2 separate regions of the Triticum aestivum genome follow, and region 1 is linked to region 2. A link is a contact called in public Hi-C data. All regions are on one chromosome and are shown on one strand. The core of a region is the stretch at or near the end of the contact, and the rest is flanking DNA. Distances in the headings are between cores, read along the strand shown.

Region 1 (5,882 bases), core at 2,440-4,939, 130 kb after region 2:
CTCTCACTTTCTTCCATTGATGATAGGTCATAGTTTCCAAAATGGGTCCAATTGATTGAGCAGCTAAAGCCACACCTCCACACTTCACTGCAATGGCTTCCCCAATGTCCTTCAACTGTTCTTTATCATCTCTAGATTCAAAGCCACTTTTTTGCTTAATTATAGTCCAACACATCTCATCCGTCAGTGATGCTAGCTCATGTGGGGGGATGGTCGAAATTTTTGTTTGACTATGAATGGCCGAAATTTTCCTCGCAATCTCCTCATTGCGTGTGGTTGCTATAACAACTACCTTGCTACCCGTTCCAACCTTAAGCATGGCAATCAGACTATCCAATTGGGAATCATCCTCCACCCACAAATCATCTAGAATAATCAGAATCTTCTTATTGGCAAGTAGCTTTGCAAGTGATCTATGTATCATCTGCTTTTCAGTGTAGGGACTCTCATTCTCTGACAGTTGACTTATTAATGAATTGCCAATTTTGTTCAAATCAAATGTCTCCGATACATAAATCCATACCCGGATGTAGTCTTCAAATTTTGTTTTATTATTGTAAATCATTTTCGCTAGGGTCGTCTTGCCAAGGCCTCCAATGCCGTGTATTGCAAGGACAATGAGCTCTTCTATTATGCTCTCAGCTAAAGAAACCCATATTTTATTTTCCTCTTCGGTCCTCCCAATGACTGATGCCTCAATGGTTGATGATGTTTCACGCATTTGTATCAGATTCGGTTCATCGGCATTAGTGCCCGGCACTAACATGAATTTCTGGTATTGATCTGTGATCCCCTGCAGTTCCTCTCTCATCATCTTCATCTTGTTAGCCATTGTGAACTTGGGTCCGATTGTGAAACAAGGCATCATAACTGTTAGATGTTTCTTGATAGAGAACTGCAAGAGATCATTAGCATAATTGTTAGTCATTGGCAAAATTGTTGGTGATATTAGGAAAAATTCTATTTTAAGCCAGAAAGTTTGATGCATTTTCTGACATGCCTAACATATTAATTTTAGACTTTATGGTTGACTGGTATTTTTTGTTCAAATGTACATGAGTTCAACTTCGTCTATTTAAAATTTGTATTCACTAAAATATTTAGAAATGGAAATAGAACTTGGTGAAAGTATGCATCTTTTTTTTCTAGCACCAGCATATCTTCTGTTTTGGATTCATCGTATTCTTGTTGTGCCAAAAAAGCATTGAATCTAAAATGGCAAGGATTAAAAGATGCAATGCCTGGAATTCAAGGTCGACAAGTACCGCCATCAAACTTGAAGGCTCAAATGATTATTTCCTATATATGTCTTGTTGTATTAGATATGTTTCCGGCTTAAAGAAAAGGACTGTTATATTTTTAAGCAATAGGCATGATCGATTCCTGCGAACACTAATCCCACCCCTCCACCACCCCGCGAGTTGTCTTTCTCTCATCGTGCATGCGTTGTGTAGTTGCTTTGAGTATGCATGCATGCATGTGAGATGAAATTGCTAATGTCATCAAAGATTCTATTGAAATTCAAATTTCAAAATGTTCTGTAGCTTAAACCGTCGCTTCGATTAAAAATCCGTTTTCACGTAAAAAATTCGTCGCGATGAGATCTTCGAAACTAGATCTCATGTTCGTATGTTTCGACGACTTTTTTAGGTAAAAGTTACCATGCGCATGCTACGCAAGTTACCAGGTGAGTTGCCCATAAGTTATCATGTTATTTACACATAAATTACCGGGCATATTTTTTTCCCAAATCTTCTCTTACATGCACATGGGTTCATGCATTAGAGGAAAAAAATTCTAGTGACTTTGTAAACAAAACTCCATTGAACTCAAAAATACAAAAAAATCCATTGAACTCAAAAATTCAAAATGTTTTGTAGCTCAAATCGTTGCTCGATTGAAAATTCATCTTCACATAGAAAATCGGTCTTGACGAGATCTTCGTAATTAGATCCCATGTTGATATGTTCTGATAACTTTTTTATGTCAAAAAAGTTATCATGTCTCGGCGATGTAAGTTATCACGTCTGCCATACACAAGTTACCATGCCATTTACATAGAAGTTATAGGGGTATGTTTTATCAAAAAACTTTTATCCCGGGGTCAAAAGTGATTTTGGTGTTTGTAATGAATTATCAACTTTGTTATATGTATATTACCATGTTGCATAAAAGTTATCGATGTACGTTTTTCAACAATTTTCATCCCCCTCAATCAAAAAATTACCACAATGTTTGTCTATGAGTTATCAGCTCTCCTGTGCGTGTATTATCATGTTGTTTATTATTGGAGGTATTTTTCAACAACTTTTTCCCCGGTCAGGAAGTTACCACGCATGGATTTGAGTAAGTTATCAGCTCTGTTATGTATATATCATGATATTTACACACAAGTTATGAGGATATATTTTTCAACAAACTTTTATCCCAGGGTTTATAAGTTACCGTGGGGTTTGTAATGAGTTATCAACTTTGTTGTGTCTATAATACCATGTCATTTGCACGGAAAGTACTAGGGGTATGTTCGCCTTAGTTATCAGGTATGCAGTGCTTATATTACCATAATGTTTACGAAAAAATTATTGAGGTTATGTTTTTCAAACAGTTTTTCCTTAGGGTCCAAGTTATTGCGGGGTGTTTGTACCTAAGTTATCAGTATGCGGAAATTACCATGTTATTTACACATAAATTACCGGGGAGGTATGTTTTCAACAAATTTTTTCCGTCGGTCAAAAATTACCATGGTATTTATACATAGGTTATATATCAGCTCAGTTGTGCGTAAATTACCATGCTATTTGCACAGAAGTTATCGGAGGTATTTTTCAATAATTATTTCTCCCGATCAAAATTTACCGTGTTTGTTTGTATGAAAATCGGCACTGTTCTGCGCAAATTATCATGCTTTCTGCATAGAAGTTATCCATCTAGTGTTCCTGTTAAAGTTGCGAGTTCGACCTCGATAGTTTTTAAGAAAGAAAAAAAAACTGAAAAAAATGGAACAACGGGAGGAGAACCATGTGACAAGATCTGCAAAAAAATATGAAGTGTACCTGAACACCAAAGTAAAAATATCATTTAATATGTAATTAGAAACAACCTATTGCCTGCCTACATGGTTACCAGATTGATAACTAATAGCATCTGAGCCATCACGTCCTAGGTTCGAATCCCGCAAGGCGTTTTTGCTTCTTTTTTCCCGAGTTTAAAAAATGCAACTGCCAAAATTTCGCACCTTCTTGTTTGGACGTGCGGGCATAACGGATCTATCGCTATATTCAGAACGTTCAGAATTTACAAATTCCCTTCGTAATTTCCTTACAACGGATTTTTGATGAAACAAAAAACATGGTTCCGAGTTACCTTGCGTGTTGGATCAGCCTCAGTTCCCGCTTCAAAATCATCAATCATGTCGGCGATGCCATACATGGCGTTCTTGAGACGATCGAGCCACAAACGCATGGAATTGTTGGTGTTGGTGTGCTCAGCGTCCTTGAAGAGCGCCTCAATGGACTCGAGGGTAGTCTTCATCTCCTTGAGGTCCTTGTCGAAGTTCTGCTGCAGCTTGATCTGACCTCCCACCAACGAACCAATCTGCTGCACCACCTCCTTCAAAAGTGCAGCGGCAATCATGGCCCCGATGCCCGCCATGGCTTCTCTCTCGTCAATCTGTGTGTGGGATGCGCAGAAGAGGGGTAGGGGGGGATGGGGAATAACACCTTTCTGGTGGCTGGATCTTATCGTCAGAGCAATTGCCAAGAAGTCTCCCTCCATAATACGTATCGGTCATGTCAGCTCCCCCTAGCTAGGCATCTTCCTAACGATTTCTTTTGTTTGATTCCTGTGGGCTATGCTTTGTCTTGTAGTAAATTGGACAATATACTCCGTATTTGATAACTTATAATAAGGTGATGATTCTGGATCTTGGTTTGATGCTATAGGTGCAATGCTTCTTAGTGGTTGTTTTCCACGCCAGTTTTTTGTTTGGTTGGGTGCAGTGGATGCGTTAGGTACAAGACTAATTTACTACGGGGCCTAAATTATTTATCCGCTAAACAAACTCTCTGCTGCTGGTACTAGACTAGGTTAGATGCTGCGTGAGGCAAAAAAAAAAAAAAAAAAAAAAAAGAGGTGATAACAGAACAGAGAAGAGAGATTTGGGGAAGGGAACGAGTTAGAGCATCTCCAGCCGTTCGGCCCCCAGGGCGCCGAAAAAGAGCGGCCTGGGGGCGAGCCGGCGCTAGATCGCCCCCTGGGGTTGTGTTCGCTCCCAGTCACGCGTTCACGGTCGCCGCGGGTTTGGCGAAGTTCGTTTCAATTTATTTGCAAACTCGCCGACTTTTGCATGAACTCGGCCATTTTTCGTCGAAATTTGTACAAAAACTTGAAAACATGCATGAACTAACTTAAAAATGAACTAAAAGCCTAGCCGCTGCCGCCACCTTCGCCGCCGCCGCCGTCTACATGCCGAGAAGCCTGTACAAGCGGGTGTAGTCGCCGCCGCCGCCGTCGTCGTCGCGCGCCTCACCTGCGGCGTCCCTGCTGCATCCCTCGCCGGGGTCGCCGACAACGCTTGACGGCCCGGCCTCGTCCTTGTCGTCGTTGTCGATGATGATAACGCCGCCCTCCTCGGCGGCGCGGCGACGCTCCTCGGCGCGGCGACGGGCCTCGGCGCGGCTACGGGCCTGGGTCTCCAGGTACGCCCGACGCTGGCGGCGCACCTGCTCGCGGACGTAGTCCTCCCTCGCCCATTTGAGTGCGGACTCGTCATCGGGGGCCACCATGCCGGCGTGTTCCGGCTTCACGGGGAGCATGTCCGGCTCGGGCTTCGGCCGGACCAAGCGGAGGGAGCGCCTTGTCGGTGTCGTTGCAGGCGAGGGCTCGTTGATGACGAGGGCGCCGCTGCGAGCGCGACGCCCGAGCGGTGTCTCCTCCGGCTCGGGCTTGACGGGGCGGAGGGCCGGCGAGCCGGAGCCCGACGACGAGGACGACCCCGGCTCCATTCGCCGCGGCATCCAGGAACTGCCGCGGCGGCGAGAGAAGGAGGGCCGCGTCGGGTACTCCAGCCGCGGCACATTGCCGGTCTCGATGTGGTCGAGGACGGCGTCGAGTGTGCGGCCGGGGACGCCCCACCACTCGCGCCGTCCTTCGGAATTGAGGCGGCCACGGGGGATGATGCCGTTGACGGAGGCAATCTGCTCCTCGCGGCGGCGCTCAAAGTACAGTGTCCACAGCGTTTCGCTGTCGGGCGCGTACCTCGGCTCGTTCCGCTGCTCCTCCGTCAACGAGGAGCGGACGCGGGCGATCTCCGCCCGCCGTGCCGCCCCTTCGGGGACTGGCGGCACCGGGACGCCGGCGGCGCTCAGTATCCGCGCCCCCGGCACGCGCATGTCGGGGGGCGCCGGGTACTCGGCCTCATACAGAAGGCGCGCCTCCGGCTCCTGGAGGTGCCGACGGCCGAACCCGTTCGCCGCTGCGCCCTCGCCTGGGTATCTCTCCGCCATGGTTTCACTCGTCGGCGGGGCAGGAAAGTGGTGGGAGAGCTCGCCGACGGGGAAAGGCTTTCGCTTGAAGGGAGAGGGGGGAGGCTGTGGCGCTCACCGGCGGGGAGGGGCGCCTTTTATAGCCGAAGCGGGGTGGCGGGGGGCGGCATGCGGGCGGACGCGTGCCGCATGCTGGCGGGACGCGCATCGGCGGCGCCTTCACTGCGCTGCCCGTGAGGCATCAATGGAGGCTGACCGGCGCGGCAGTGCGGCAGCGCGGTAGCCTTCACATTGATTCCCGCGGGAACCGAGGCGATGAGGTCGACGAAGCCCCCGTCTCGCTGACTCGGCGGGCCTGCGGCTGTTTCGCGCCAAAACACTCGCCCCGGCGCCCCCCCG
Region 2 (6,236 bases), core at 1,268-3,767:
CCATCAAAGTCAATGATGATGTAGGCCATTACCTTCAGACCAAAAAAAGAACTACGACAGGGTGACTCCATGTCTTCAATGTTATTTAACATTGTTGCTGACATGTTGGCTATTCTGATTGAGCGTGCTAAGCAGAACGACCAGATAGAAGGAGTAGTGCCACATCTTGTGGATGGTGGCCTCTCTATTCTGCAATACGCCGATGACACAATTCTTTTTATGGAACATGACCTAGACAAGGCTCGAAACCTAAAACTCTTGCTCTCAGCGTTTGAGCAAATGTCATGTCTCAAAATTAACTTCCATAAAAGTGAACTTTTCTGCTTTGGAGAAGCCGTTGAGGCGGCTGCCGATTATGCTGACCTCTTTGGTTGCGCACATGGCCAATTCCCGTTTAAATATTTGGGAATACCGATCCACTATCGGCGTCGCACCATTACAGAGTGGAAGCATGTAGAGGAGCGTCTAGAGAAACGATTGAGCAGTTGGAAAGGCAACCTGCTCTCAGTTGGAGGACGGCTGGTTTTGATTAACTCTGTTCTCACAAATATGGTTCTCTATATGCTTTCTTTCTTCCAACTCCCAAAAGGGTCCTGCAAAGATTGGATTATTTTAGATCCAGATTTTTTTGGCAAGGAGATGGAGAAAAGAAAAAATATCGGTTGGCCAAATGGAGCATGGTTTGTAGGCCAAAAGACCAAGGCGGCCTTGGAATTCATGACCTACAGGTCAAGAATGAGGCCTTGCTCAGTAAATGGTTGTTCAAACTTCTTACTGAGGATGGTGTTTGGCAAACCATGTTGCGCAACAAGTATCTAGGCCAAAAGGCGGTGTCCCAGGCATATTGGAAACCTGGTGACTCGCACTTCTGGGCTGGCCTAATGGCGGCAAAGAAACATCTCTTTCGCTTTGGGTCTTTCGCGATAAAAGACGGGTCGGAGATTCGATTATGGGAAGACATCTGGCTAGGCAATGCCAGTCTCAGAGAACAATATCCAGCCTTATATAACATTGCTTGCGATAAGAACAACACTATTGCGCACGTGCTCAGTTCATCCCCGCCGAACATTTCGTTTAGGCGGGATTTGATTGGCCCCAGACTTCTGTCATGGCATAATCTTTTGTCCCGGTTGGATTCGATTAACCTGACACAAGGTCGGGATGTGTTTCGCTGGAACCTTACTACATCAGGGTCTTTTACAGTAGACTCTATGTACCGTGCGCTCACACATTCTGAAGTACCAGTGAGTAATAACAAGAAAATTTGGAAGTCCAAGATTCCACTAAAAGTGAAAATTTTCATGTGGTATCTTCGTAAGGGAGTTGTGTTGACCAAAGACAACCTCGCACGACGCAACTGGTCAGGGAGTAAGAAGTGTTGTTTTTGTACGCATGACGAGACAATCAAACACCTCTTTTTCCAATGCAAGTTTGCACGTTCTACGTGGTCAATCATCCAAATAGCGTCAAATTTATATCCGCCCACAAGTGTTGCCAATATATTTGGTCACTGGTTGGACGGTATTCCAAATAGGTTTAAAGCGCTTATAAGGGTGGGAGCGTACGCCTTAATTTGGTCGCTCTGGCTATGTAGAAAGGATTTGGTTTTTAATGAAAAAAATGCTTCTCCTCTGCAGATTATTTTCCGTTGTACGCAATCGCTTCATACGTGGTCTATGCTACAACGATCGGAGCACCAATCGCTGTTCAAGGCGGTGTGTACGCGGTTGAAGCAGGTGGCTACGGAGGTTTTTTCCCAACATGGGTGGCAGCATAACCTCCGGATCGATCCACCACCACCTTCGACATAGGCATAGTGTCGGTCTATAGGACTTTACTGTTACCGATATGTCGGTTTATATTTCATGTTTTTTGTCAGACTTTTGAATTTGGCTGTGTGCATCTCAGTTATGCAGAGGCCGGGTGTTATTCATAATGTTTTGTATCCCCTTGATGCTACATTCTGAAATAATAAAATCGCCCTTTATCGAAAAACAAGAAAAAGAAAAAAGAAGAAGCATGGCTCAGAAGTTACCTTTCGTGTTGGCTCAGCCTCAGTTCCTCCTTCAAAATCGTCAATCATGTCGGCGATGCCATACATGGCGTCTTTGAGACGATTGAGCCACAAACGCATGGAATTGTTGGTGTTGGCGTCCTCAGCGTCCTTGAGGAGCGCCTCAATGGACTCGAGGGTAGCCTTCATCTCCTTGAGGTCCTTGTCCAAGTTCTGCTGCAGCTTGATCTGACCTCCCACCAGCGAACCAATCTGCTGCACCACCTCCTTCAAAAGTGCAGCGGCAATCATGGCCCCAATTTCCGACATGACTTCTCTCTAGTCAATGCGCAGAAGAGGGGTGGGGGGAATGGGGATCAGGCCTTTCTGCCGGCGTGCTCGACTGGATCTTATCGTCACAGCAATTGCCTTGGAATTTCCTTCCACATTTGTCGTGTCAGCTGACCCCAACTACAAGCGACAATATATTTGACGCTACATACAAGGCCAGATTCAAGACTTGGATCGAGTGCGTGCTGGGGTTGGGCCCCCCTGCCACGTCACTGATCTGTGGGATGGTGGTTCCAACCAATAGGAATCAAGAATAGTTTTTGTGCTTCTTTACACTGTTTTTTTTTACAAAATAAACATGTTTAAATTTAGTATATTCTCTCAAACTTTAGTAAATTTAGTGATTTTTCAAAAAAGAAAATATAAAGTCAATACACTAATTTTGCCAACAGTTGTTTCGAAACTAACGGCAAAATCTTTGCCATCATCCAAATAAGATAGACGACACCACTCAAGGTTTATGTGCCTGAGACTGTCGAAATTTTGAGGTCGCCGCCTCGACTTTCATCTGCTTTGATGCGCCCTACGTAGTCCACCCAACACCTTTCGGGTCCACGTCCCGACGTGCCACTGCTCGCTCTTGAGCCGCGATGCTACATGACCTAGTCACCCCCAGCCCAAGCTGCACAGGTCAACCACCGACAGACGACGACCTAGTCACCCGCAGCACAAGTTGCATAGGGCAACCACCCGTGGACCACAACCGTCACCGCACCTCTTACGGGGCTGCCGCCCCAACATAATGTCAAACTGCCCCCTTCGTCGACCGAGCTAACAAACCCGACACACTAGGGGCACAGAGCTGCCACCCAACCAATGTTAGTTGCCTCCCTTGCCTCATTGGGTCACTGCTGCATCACTTGCCTCATATATGTTTGGTGTTCTAGACATAGATGAAATGCTCTATAAATTTGATCAAAATTGACCAAGTTTGACTTACAATCAATATATGTATGCTTTATGTCAGGAAATGGAGGGAGTATTAAGTAATCGTCCCATTTATTTTACTCTATTGCCTTTTAAGTGCACATATAAGATTCTACAACTAAAAAAATTGCGGCAAACAACTAATTAAATGAAAAAAAAATAGTTGCAACAAACTAAACATCTATACATCGAGGGGTTTAGTTTCTACTACTAAGCACTCGCTCTAAGCACAGTACATACTCAAATTGACCTGAAATAAAAAGTGGGACTTGGTGTCTGAACAGATTGCCTACTCTATTCGGTCAACATTGACCATTAATGCATAGAGCAAGTTCTACCAACTGCTGCAAATAAAAAAAAAATCAAGTCAAGATGTAACCACTACTGGAGGCGGTTGTAACATGTAAATGTGTAGATATACCATGAAAGGATGCCTACCGACAGCTTGTGACTCAATAATTCATACAAGTTGCAGAATAATTTCATGTGTACATCAATGGGAATGCTTGCTTAGATAGAGAGGGTACATGTAGAATGGCAGTATGGATGCACAATTACCACCACAGATAAAGAAATCGCCCACACAATGAACTTTGACTGTGCCCCTATCCCTATCTAATAAAGCTCTCTCTTTCCGCTCAAAAAGAGATAAAGCCCTCTTTCCTCGCAAATCACTGTACCCTGCCCCAATCTAATAAAGCTCTCTTTCGGCACCAAAAAGAAGAGCAATGGGACTGCTAACTGTGTAGATCGTAGGCCACCACAATTGTGTTGATGGCACTCAAAACCATAATTTCTTCTCTTCTTTTTTGAAGGAAAAAACCATAATTCATTCATTCCTAAGTCATACACAGCAAGGTCTTAGCAGCCCAAGGAACACAAAACCTACCTCCTAGTTGGGAGCCCATGACCCACACTAGAGCAAAGGAAAAATAACAAGAATGACTATGAGCCGACAATCCCTATTTGATGTATCGAGCATCAAAATGTCGTTATTTTGCACAGATGCCGGGCACCAACGATGCAAATGGGCAAGCCCATGTTAGATAGCGAATCTACTACAACATCCGAGTTTGGGAAAAAGATTCCTGACCGGTTTTGGGACCCTTGGATCTTGATCGGATTTTATTGTTTTCTTTGTAGGTTTTATTTTGGTGTTTCTTTACTTTTCTCTTTCTTTTTATATCATTTCCAAAATTTCAGAGAAAATTCCAAAAAAATTCAGAAAATGTCTAATTTTTAAAAATAATCACATCTTCAAGATATGTTAGATATTATGAAAAAAGTTCACAACTATAAAAAATTGAGTTTTAAATTTTTGCATTTTATAAAAAATGTCAAAATTGTGAAAAATTATTTGAGTTTACACAATTGTTCACAATTCCTAAATTTTATTCATATATTTGCAAATTCGAAAATTGTTCAGAATTTCGAGAAACAAACATACCTTTTTAAAAATGTTCACAAATTTGAAAAAAATATTCATAATTTCAATGAATGTTCTCATTTTTTCAAAAAATATTTGAGTTTTAAAAATGTTTCTGCTTTCAAATAATGTTTATAACTTCGAAAAAAAACATTTGCAAAAACAATGTTGGGAAAAAATGTTCACACATTTGAAAACTGTATGTGTTGTCATAAAATGTTCGGGTTTTCAAGAAACGTTCAAAAATCTCAAAATAATGTTCACAATTAAAAAAACCATATTTTTCCAAAAATACTATTTGAAACAAAAAAAATAACTAGGGAAATCGGTCGATACATTGCGACAATCTTCTTGTGTAGGCATTGCTTTTGGAGAATCTCTTGTGTAGTCTTGGTGTTGTATTCGGTGGTGGTTTGGGTGTTGCTATTGCAAGTGTTCCATCACCGCCATGGGGGCTTTGTTTGTTTTCTATTTCTCTTTCTTTTTTCTTTTTTGGCTATGTGCATCCTTGATGTCTTTGGACATCTTGTTGTTGCAGAGGATGGATGTAATTGGTATCTTCGCGATATTAATATATTCTCTTTTATCAAAAAAAGCAAAAGAGCTGGTGCGTTCCAATGGAAGAAAAAAATATAATTTCTAATGGCGATGACCACATTTTGTTCACATCTCATTGCATGATTTTGAAAATTTGTTCACAAATGCAAGAAAATGTTTCTTTTTAAAAATTTATTTACAAATTGAAGCAATGTTCACATTTTCGAAAAAACATCGTGGTTGTCAAAAAACTTGGTAATTCAAAGATTTATTCTGAATTTCAATAAACGATTCTAGAAAACCATACTATAATATTCGAATCCACGCCCGTAGTTAATTCTTCTAAATTCAAGCTGGTATATAGTCGCAAAGACTCAGAAGCATTACTATTTAACTACATACTTTTGATCATTTGGTGAACATTTTTGCAAATTTAGGGACATTTCTAAAATTGGTGAACATTTTTACTATTTACAAGTATTTTTTTTCTAAAATTGTGAACATATTTTTATATTGTAAACGTTTATTCAAAAACTTATTTTGAATCAGCAGGTAATTCTAGAATTGACGAACATTTTTTTTGAAATTGGTGGATTTTGTTTTTTGAAATTCACGTACAATTTTTGAAATGCATGAACATGTTCTGAATCAGCAATTATTTTACGAATCAATCAACTCGTTTGTAATTCAGGAACTGTTTTAAAAAATCTAGGGCATTTTGTAAAATGCATGAATTTTTTTGAATTAGCAAACATTTTTTTAAATTTCATTAGTAATTGTTAATACACAGACTTTTTTTTCAAAATCATGGATTTGTTTTATTTTAAGAACATTTTTTTTAATTTCGAACATGTTTTGAATATGCTAACATATTTAGAAAAATCCTGAGCATTTTTCAATTCACAGACATTTTATGTTTCTTGAACATTTTATTTCAAAATTGTCAGTTTCTTAAAATGTGAAAAGTTTTTTTGAAGTTCCAAATTATCTAAATTTAAAAAG

Evidence for each region. A called contact is a pair of places that touch in the nucleus more often than the background predicts.
Region 1: a contact with region 2 is called in a Hi-C map of leaf, with 4 times the contacts expected there. The contact joins the promoter of LOC123056198 here to the enhancer-like site in region 2. A contact is called at or near these places in 2 of 5 Hi-C or Micro-C datasets (both in leaf).

What each region holds. Positions count from the first base shown.
Region 1 is chr2D:652,457,311-652,463,192 of IWGSC CS RefSeq v2.1, forward strand. LOC123056198 (disease resistance protein RGA2) reads right to left here and starts at 3,690. Exons shown (of 5, transcript XM_044479890.1): 1 at 3,364-3,690; 2 at 1-895. The coding sequence starts at 3,651.
Region 2 is chr2D:652,325,439-652,331,674 of IWGSC CS RefSeq v2.1, forward strand. No RefSeq gene overlaps it. Among protein-coding and RNA genes, the nearest start is that of LOC123055402, 42 kb to the left of the region's middle. Within about 2 kb of position 2,518, at least 6 of the 8 cell types and tissues checked have an H3K27ac peak or open chromatin away from gene starts, as enhancers often do. A contact at or near this core is called in leaf, where this site is marked.